Regions from separate parts of the Mus musculus genome. Here region 1 is linked to region 2. The links are chromatin contacts, called in public Hi-C maps. All regions are on one chromosome and are shown on one strand. Each heading gives the region's core, a stretch centred on a gene start, on an enhancer-like site or on the middle of the called end of the contact. The rest is flanking DNA. Distances are from core to core; before and after follow the strand shown.

Region 1 (4,098 bases), core at 463-2,962, 390 kb before region 2:
CTGATGAAAGTACTGTAATTGTTTTGTTTAAGACGAAGCTCCTGGCTCCAATTCCTGGGTCCTTTTTGGACTCCACTCCCTGGCTGATTCCTGGACTCTCACTGCCTTGCTAAATACAGGTACATGGAGCCTAGTTGAGCCTCAGAGCCCTGCTTTTTAGATCAGGGATACTAATGACTAACTCATAGGGTCTAATGTGGTTCAAAGGAGGTAACTTCTTTTAGGCTATGATTTACACAGGGTCAAACCAGAGCAGCTGTCTCACAAAGTGTGGTTATTTGTCACTTTCTTGTGTCTGAGACCAAATTCCTGACAAAGCAGCTTGAAGCAGGGTAGATTTATTTTACACCTTACTCTCAGAGACTACAGTCCTCCATGGTGATGGAGGCACGCCAGCTGGAACAGGCCTGTTTGTAGTGGCAGGGGGCATGTAGCAGCAGGGTTCCCATGATGCGAGACCAGGACATGGAAACAGCACTGAGCATATGACCATGATCTAACAGTCACAAGCCTGTTTTCAGAAACCCACCTCCACCAGCTATGGGGACCAGGGGTTCAGTGCATAAGCTGCTGGGGTATTTTCATGTTCAAACCACAGCCACTGGCTTTTGGCTTTTCCCACATCGCCTCCCCAAAGCACTGCTTCTGGGATGCTTCCCAGAATTCCCTGGAAGAGTTAGTATCTTGTGCTCTGTCAGCACGCTCACTCACAGCCTTATGCCTCCTCGCCACATTAGAATCTTCTTTCTCTTCTGCCATCCCTCTTTGCTCATTGGTCTTCTGCCTTCCTATTGTTTTTTTACTTTTTGCTCTTTTTGAGACAAGATCTTACACTGCAGTCCAGGCTGATCTGGAAGTCACAGCAATTCTCTTGCCTTAGCCTCTTGAGGGCTGATATTCTCTCTCTCTCTCTCCCTCTCCCTCTCCCTCTCCCCCTCCCTCTCCCCCCCTCTCTCACACACACATACACACACACACACACACACACACACACACACACACACACACATACACACACACACACACACACACACACACACACTGAGCCTCAATGTTCTCATCTGTTCATTTGAGAAAGTGCTGACTACCCCAGAGGTGGGAAACATGCTCACTGAAGCAGGGGGGTTTGCTCAGCATGGTAAGTACCCAGACCAGGAGCTCAATGAATCCCAGGCTTTTTATTCTTCTTATCCAAAGCACAATTTCATTTCTTTGTAACGATCTTGGGTCCAGTTATTCCAGGTTAAATGGCTTTTTTCTAAGGCACTCTGGGACCTACAATTGTCAATTGCAGGGCAATTAGCTGGGTTGGAGAGGTTCCATTTATAACTATTGTCACTCTGAAACAACATCCTACTAGAATTTTATGTGAATTGGAAAGATAACCCTGTATCCACAGAGATGTGAGTCTGGGCAGCTGAAGTGGCCATCTTCTTTGCTTGTCTTCATGAAGCAGTTGTCCTCGTGCAGTGTATAGTCTGCCCAACTAAATATGACAGCCCTACTAACCTGCCCTTATAGGCACCACACCAAGTCTTGTGTCTCTGGTGAGCAATACTCTGCAGGCTATGGAGGTTATGCACAGACACAGGAAGAGCCATAGCTCACAGATTGCCTCTTTGCCTCTAGTTGGACTCTAGTAACCATGTAGCTAGAATCCTGGCCAAGGAGCAGCCAGCCCACCAGATGGCAAAGTCGCCTTGCAGGACTCTAAATCACAGAGAATCAGATCCCTTCCAGACTGGCTGCCTTCCATCTGCTGCACCTGGACAGATTTCCCAGGATGGCTGCATTCGCATAGCAGGGGTGCCAGGTTCCTGTTTGCAGCCAAATGACAATTTGTACCCAGTTTGTCGCTAAGGTTTTTATAAATGCACCTCTTTCAACCCGAACCAAATTGAATTACGGTCCAGCAAGGTGACCAAGTACACCATGTAATTTATGGTTGAAATGGGAAAGTGGGAAATGCTATTGTTAATTTTCCTTGCTCAATAGATATAAACTACAAGCATCCTGGTAAATTGGGTCATATTGTCAGGCTGATATTGAGTCAAGAGGAAGAACTTAGGAAGGTGGACCATCGGGAAGAGCCTCAGTAGGACTTGGGGTCTGATGTTTGGATGTATTGCACATTACTTGAGGGACTTGAACTGGTTGTTCTGGATGCATGGCTATATTCAAACAGTTGAGGTAATTGGCTGTAACTCCCACCCCAACCCCCCCCCCCTCCCAGGCAACCATGTGAACAGACTAGACACAGAGGTATGGAACCTGTGAGGAAACACAGGTTCTCTCTCTTCCTTTGAGCTGCAGTCTACACAGCATCTCCTTCCTAAGCACAGGCATTCGTGAACCATCTTACCCTGGTGCCTGGCAGAGATCAAGGTCTTTGGAATGTGGTTTTACAACTCAGCAACCTGCCTTCTGGCCCTGCTTTAAATGTCTGCACTTGCTGAAGGCATCTCATTAACCAGTGTGGTTGACTCCAGCTGGAGCCCCAACACTGGTTTCAGCACTTTCTGATGTGATGTAGCATTTCCTCTGAAAGCTCCTGCCCTGACCATGAACTTTCCCCACTCAGACTGCTGCTCTGATCCTGCCAGCCTTCACAGATCAGTCATGGACTCTTTACTGTGACTTCAAATCCACGGGCTGAGGTTTTGAATGGGGCAGGTCAGGGCCTGTCACTGCTGGAGGTGACATCTGAGGCTCCCAGATCAGACTAGTTCACTGGTTAGTCCTGTAGGGAACTGATGTGCAGTGGATCAGAATCCAGATAAGTTCCCTACTGGGGTGCTTAGACTTAGTCGCTTCATCTTTCTGGGCCTTCATCTTCAGACTGACTCTTTGCAGAGCAGCAAGTGTCCCCGAAGCTCTTTGTCCTGCTGCCTCATTTTAAGGAGAAACTTTCAAAGTTAACCGAAATTCTTTGTGAATATATCACAAGCAAAATTATTTCACTCTTAGTATTGTTTACTAAGCTATCTCCCTTATTTAAGCAATAGCCTCCTTGATATGTCCTTAGTCACCTCTTTCTCAAGAGCAGTGGCTCTCAACCTTTCTAATGCTATGACCCTTTAATACAGTCCCTCATGTTGTGGTGACCCCCAGCTGTAAAATTATTTCCATTGCTGCTTCATGTGTAATTTCCCTACTATTATGAACACTAATGGAAATATCTGTGTTTTCTGATGATCTTGGGCGACTGATTTAGAGCCCTAGCATAGTATTAGCACATAGAAGCTATTCACAAAACATGGGACAGATGAATCAATGAATCTTCCTTTTTTTTTTTTCCTTCTTTGCCATCTCTGTAAGGCAACCCTATTCCTATCTCTGTCTCTTCACCATCTCACAATGCTTTACTCAGTACATGTTTGATTCAGTAAATAATTATGTGCCATACATGTGACAGCGCGACATGCACTGGTCATCAACTTTCTGCTGCAGGATTTTCTAGGCCCTAGGAACACTTAAATAGATTGTTCTGGGGGACAGATCACCTCCAGAAATACTCCATCACATTTACTAGCCACAGCGACAAATCACACCAGCAGCCAGAGCACATGTGTGTGGTCATGGTGACCTCCTCAAGGTAGCTGTAGGTGGGAAGGAGAGAGTCCTCCAAGAGTCTCAACACACTGCACACCACCAGTCAATATTGACATGAAAAATTCATCTCATCCTAGCTTCCCGAGAAGATTTTTGGATCAGACATTTGGGCTTGTCTCCCATGCTGAAGTCCAAGAAGCACAGGATGGAAGATATGGGACCTGGAAAGGCTCTGGGGTCATTCAGTCCGACCTTTGGCCTATTGTCCTATTGAGGAAGAGCTTCTCAACTCAGCATCCTCCTGTAACAGATCCAGGATGGGAACTGATGGCCTCCCACAGTCGTGAGTTCTTCCTTGAGGTGACCTTACTATCTCACTATTTGCGCTGTTCAATAGACAGCCTCACCATAAATTGTGCTGTCAGGAAGTATGGCCCACAAAGCCACAGGCTAGTTCATGCTGTATCCTCCCAGTTACTGTTACAGTTCCAACACCAATCCTGTATCCTGGGCCTTCTGTTCCCTGGCCAGTGCTTGTTTACCCCT
Region 2 (4,169 bases), core at 1,465-3,964:
TATTGGGTCATATAGGGTTAGTTTCATGTTTCCTTGAGAATATAAAAACAACAAAGATCATCGAATCTGTCATTCCAAACCACGTGCTGTGTTTAAGTCTTACCTCACCATTCTCCACTTCTTCAGTGAGCTAGAAGCTCAACACAAATGCACACGCTTAATGAAAACTGTCTTCCATTAAGGCAGAGATCAAAGACATCATTCCCCCCCCCCCGCCACTCCCACCTCCACCTCTGTTGCCATTATGGAAAACTAAATTTCAGGAAGAAGAAAAAATATCAAAATGCAATTTGATCTCATGAAGTCAATCGGTTGATTTATTTGGTCACAATTCCCAGAGTACCCGATCAGAATAAATACAGGAGTATCTGAATGGCTCTGAGGGCAAGGCACTTCATTTTGTCCAGGAAGTCAGGTAGGCAGGCAGGCAGGCAGGGACCACTCATGGATGGGGCAGCTAGGGCCGGGAAGGATATAAAGTATGCTCAGAAGGCAGAGCCATATTGTGTACCCAATAGTCTATTCTCTTTCTTCTGTTTATTCCCCTCCTTTACTTTAACTGAGCCCCCGCTGTCCCTGAATCACACAGGACGAAGCCCTTCCTGGCTAGACTGAGGACCCAGTGTGGTCCCTCTTTTCCTTCTCTTTGAAACATTTGTCTCTTCCGACTTAGAGACTTGAGTCGGGTCAATTTTCCTGTCCTCAGTGTGAAGTTTGGGTTGGAGAGTTTCCTCTAGGTTTTTACCCTGAGTCTCGCAGGAGGTTAATGATCAGCTTTTGAAAAGATGAGTTCTTGGAGCTTAACCATGCACCCTGTCTCGAACCCCAGGCTTTTTAGAGATGGCATCCAATTCCTCTAGCCGTGTTAGCTAGGCTCTGACCTCATTCTTGACTCCTTTGTCTCCAACCTCTGGACTTTTGCAGAACCTTCCCAATCCCTTGCTCATCTCCACCCTTTGCCATCTTGGTCCCTTTGAACTCGTTGCCTCTAGCCTAGACCCCTGGGATTCCTGGTTGTACTTCATGCCCTCCTCGATTTTTATTCTCTCTCTCACACTGTACTTGTTGTGGGGTTTTGTCAAGTGCGAGTCCCCTCACCTTGTCCCAGCCCTTCTCAATGAATGCCTGAAGGTCTGGCTACAAAGATCAGCCTTTTAAATGCATCTCTAAGTATGTCTTCTTTAACCTCTCTCTTAATTCACTATCCTTTAATCTTTGCATCTGGCCACCCCAGTCATTTTCCAACTCAAGCCAGCGGTCGAGGCTTAACGCATGCATGCTCTCTTTCTTTGCATAAAAAGTCTCTGTCCAAAGTTCTTCTTCATGGCTCCTCCACTAATTTATGTCCCAACTCAGAGATCATCTACTTCATAACAGTTCCTCTTCCATTTGCTTTTATGTAAGAAATTGTTAGGTTCAAAACATTTTACTAATCAATGCTTATACACTTTAGCCATTCATTTATTAAAATAATATCAGTTCTGTTTTGTGTTCTACTATAAAGCAAGCTCCTGAGATCATGTCTCTATTTGCTATGATGCTTTCCTATGTCTATTGTACAGCCTGGTTTGTAGGAGTCATTCACTGAATACTTGAATGAATAAACAAGACATTATAAGGCCATTCCATATGGAAGCACATTTTTATTCTTGTTATTTGTGCTCATCCAACCCAACCTTGGTCTTTTTAGTATAACAGATAAAATGGTGACCATGGCTAGAACTATTCTTTCAGCTTCTTTAAGTAATACTGGAGTCATCAATCACAATCTGTGCTTTGGTTGGGTGGCTTATCAAACCTCAGCACTTCTGATGAGTTTCGTATGCTGCTGCTCCTGCTGGGGCAGACCACACGTTAAGAGCTGTTGTACCATCCCATCTGTGCATTTGGAAGACGGTTCCTGGATCTGTGTTCCCAGAATTTTTGAGAAATCATTCCTTTCTACCTTACCACAAGGTCTGGCTTTGGATGCTGTGGGACAGTGTGGTGGTTTGAATCGAAATGGGCCCCCAAAGACTCATGTATTTGAATGCTTGGCTCACAGGGAGTGGCATTAATAGGAGGTGTGGCCTTGTTGGATTAGGTGTGATCTTACTGGAGGAAGTGGGTCACTGTGGGGTGGCCTTTAAGGTCTCCTATGCTCAAGCTACCAAGCTGCGCCCAATGTGGGACAGAGTCTCCTTCTGCTGTCTGTGGATAAAGATGTAGAACTCTCAACCCCTTCTCTAGCACCATGCCTATCTGCATGCCACCATGTTTTTAGCCATGATAATAATGGACTAAATCTCTGAAACTATAAGCCAGCCCCAATTAAAGGTTTTCCTTTATAAGAGTTACAATAGTTATGGTGTCTCTTCACAGCAATAGCAATCCTAACTAAGACAGACATGAACAGTTTTGTTCTTTTCCTGAAAGACCCGTGAAAGGTTCTGTATCTCAGTGCTGGGGCTTTGCTTGGGGATTTAGTTTCCCTAAGTGACTGGCTGACTAGCAAGGCTCTCCTCAGTTATAGCACGGACAAGTGCCTGCAACTGGAAATAAGATGAGGAGGGAGGCTCGGAAGGCTTAGGTTTCAAACGTCTTTCAGTGAGGAATTAATTTTAAGGAGTGACACAACAATAAAGCATAAAATGAGTCCAGACACCGTCATTCAGGGCAAGCTTTACCCTCCGAAACTGGCATCGTGCCAGCCGGGAGCCAGGTGCCTCTCTTGGATCCGAGTCAATTGCCCTGCGGCCACCTACGGAGCACTCAGGTAAGATCCTAAAGCCCGTCACCTCTGTCTATCCTGCTTGATTACTATTTCAGGGTCCCACCTAAGGACTCCCAGCTGGCTGGCCACAGTCCAGCATCTCAGGATCAACCTTCCTATTATCCTCTGGGCTGTTCTGAGGATAGAGAGTTACCATGGGGCTGAATGGAGTCTGTTTCCCAGACTCCAAGTTTATAGTTTGAAATGCTATGGCCACAGGAAGAAAGAAGAAGGTCACAGCAGCAAAGTTGAGATGTGAATGTGATTTCTAAAACGGGCAAAATGGAGGCAGGACCGAGTGGACAGAGTGAGAGGCATTTGCAGCACGTTCCCCCCCCCCCCGGGAGCAGATGGGCTCTGTGGCTTTAAGTCAGTACCCCAGCATGATGTTCAAGTGTAGCTCAGAGAGTGGGCAGGTGGTGACTGCTTAGTGTTTGAGATAAATCCAAAGCAGAGGGTTTGTGCTTGGCTTAGGAAACATGTAAACATTTTGACATGTATTCTGTTTGCATGTGTATGACATAGTACACACATGGAGGTCAGAGGGCAGCATGCAGGATTCTGTTGTCTCCTTCTTCTACCATGTGTGCAGCCAGGACTGAACTCATATCATTAGGCTTGGCAGCAAGCACCCATCGCTTTAGTACCAGTAAAATGGTTTTTTGGTTGTTTTATATATATATATCTTTTTTATTATGCTATTTGTTGTCTACTGCAGTAGGTTTCATAGTGACATTTTTTTTTTCAAATATATCACTAGCCCTTATCTTACTTTCCATCCTGCCTGGTTTCTCCTCCTTCTCCCCCTCCCACTCAGCCCCTTCCTCTCCCAACAGTCCTGCCTCTGCTTTCAGTCCACACATGGGAGAAAACATGTCATATATGCTTTTCTGAGTCTCACTTAATTTCCTTAGCAAGGATGATCTCCAATCACATTCGCTTTTCCCCGAAAACAGCATATATTTTGTTCCTCATTTTAGCTAAGTAAGACTCCACCGTGTGCGTTATATCACATCTTCTTTGTCCATCCATCTGCTGATGGGACACCTAGGCTGTGTCCTGGACACAACTTGGCTATTGTGACCAGTGCCATGGGAAGAGCAGGTATGTAGGTATCTCTGTGTTTCATTGACTTAGGGACTTTAAACAACCACCACAGTGTGATACTCAAATATAACTCAGAGAGCGTAGGCAGGTGGTAGCTGCTTAGTGTTTGAGTTAAATCAAAAGCAGAGGGTTTGTGCTTGTCTTAGGAAACATTTATATATTTTTATGTTTATTCTGTTCACATTTGTGTGTGTGTTCCATAGTACATGTGTGGAGGTCAAAGGTCACCAAAAGTAGAGCTGAGTCTTGTGTATCTCCTACTTGTTTCGTGAGGACCTTCCATTCAGATTCCCACAGAGATTAGATGAAT

What was found. A called contact is a pair of places that touch in the nucleus more often than the background predicts.
Region 1: a contact with region 2 is called in a Hi-C map of cerebellum, with 1.9 times the contacts expected there. The contact joins two enhancer-like sites. A contact is called at or near these places in 2 of 484 Hi-C or Micro-C datasets (cerebellar granule neurons and cerebellum).

The regions. Positions count from the first base shown.
Region 1 is chr8:114,256,480-114,260,577 of GRCm38.p6, reverse strand. The region is part of intron 3 of Vat1l (vesicle amine transport protein 1 like); the gene reads right to left. Among named protein-coding and RNA genes, the nearest start is that of Vat1l, 53 kb to the right of the region's middle. Within about 2 kb of position 1,712, at least 6 of the 459 cell types and tissues checked have an H3K27ac peak or open chromatin away from gene starts, as enhancers often do. A contact at or near this core is called in cerebellar granule neurons and cerebellum, where this site is marked.
Region 2 is chr8:113,864,491-113,868,659 of GRCm38.p6, reverse strand. No RefSeq gene overlaps it. Among named protein-coding and RNA genes, the nearest start is that of Adamts18, 18 kb to the right of the region's middle. Within about 2 kb of position 2,714, at least 7 of the 459 cell types and tissues checked have an H3K27ac peak or open chromatin away from gene starts, as enhancers often do. A contact at or near this core is called in cerebellar granule neurons and cerebellum, where this site is marked.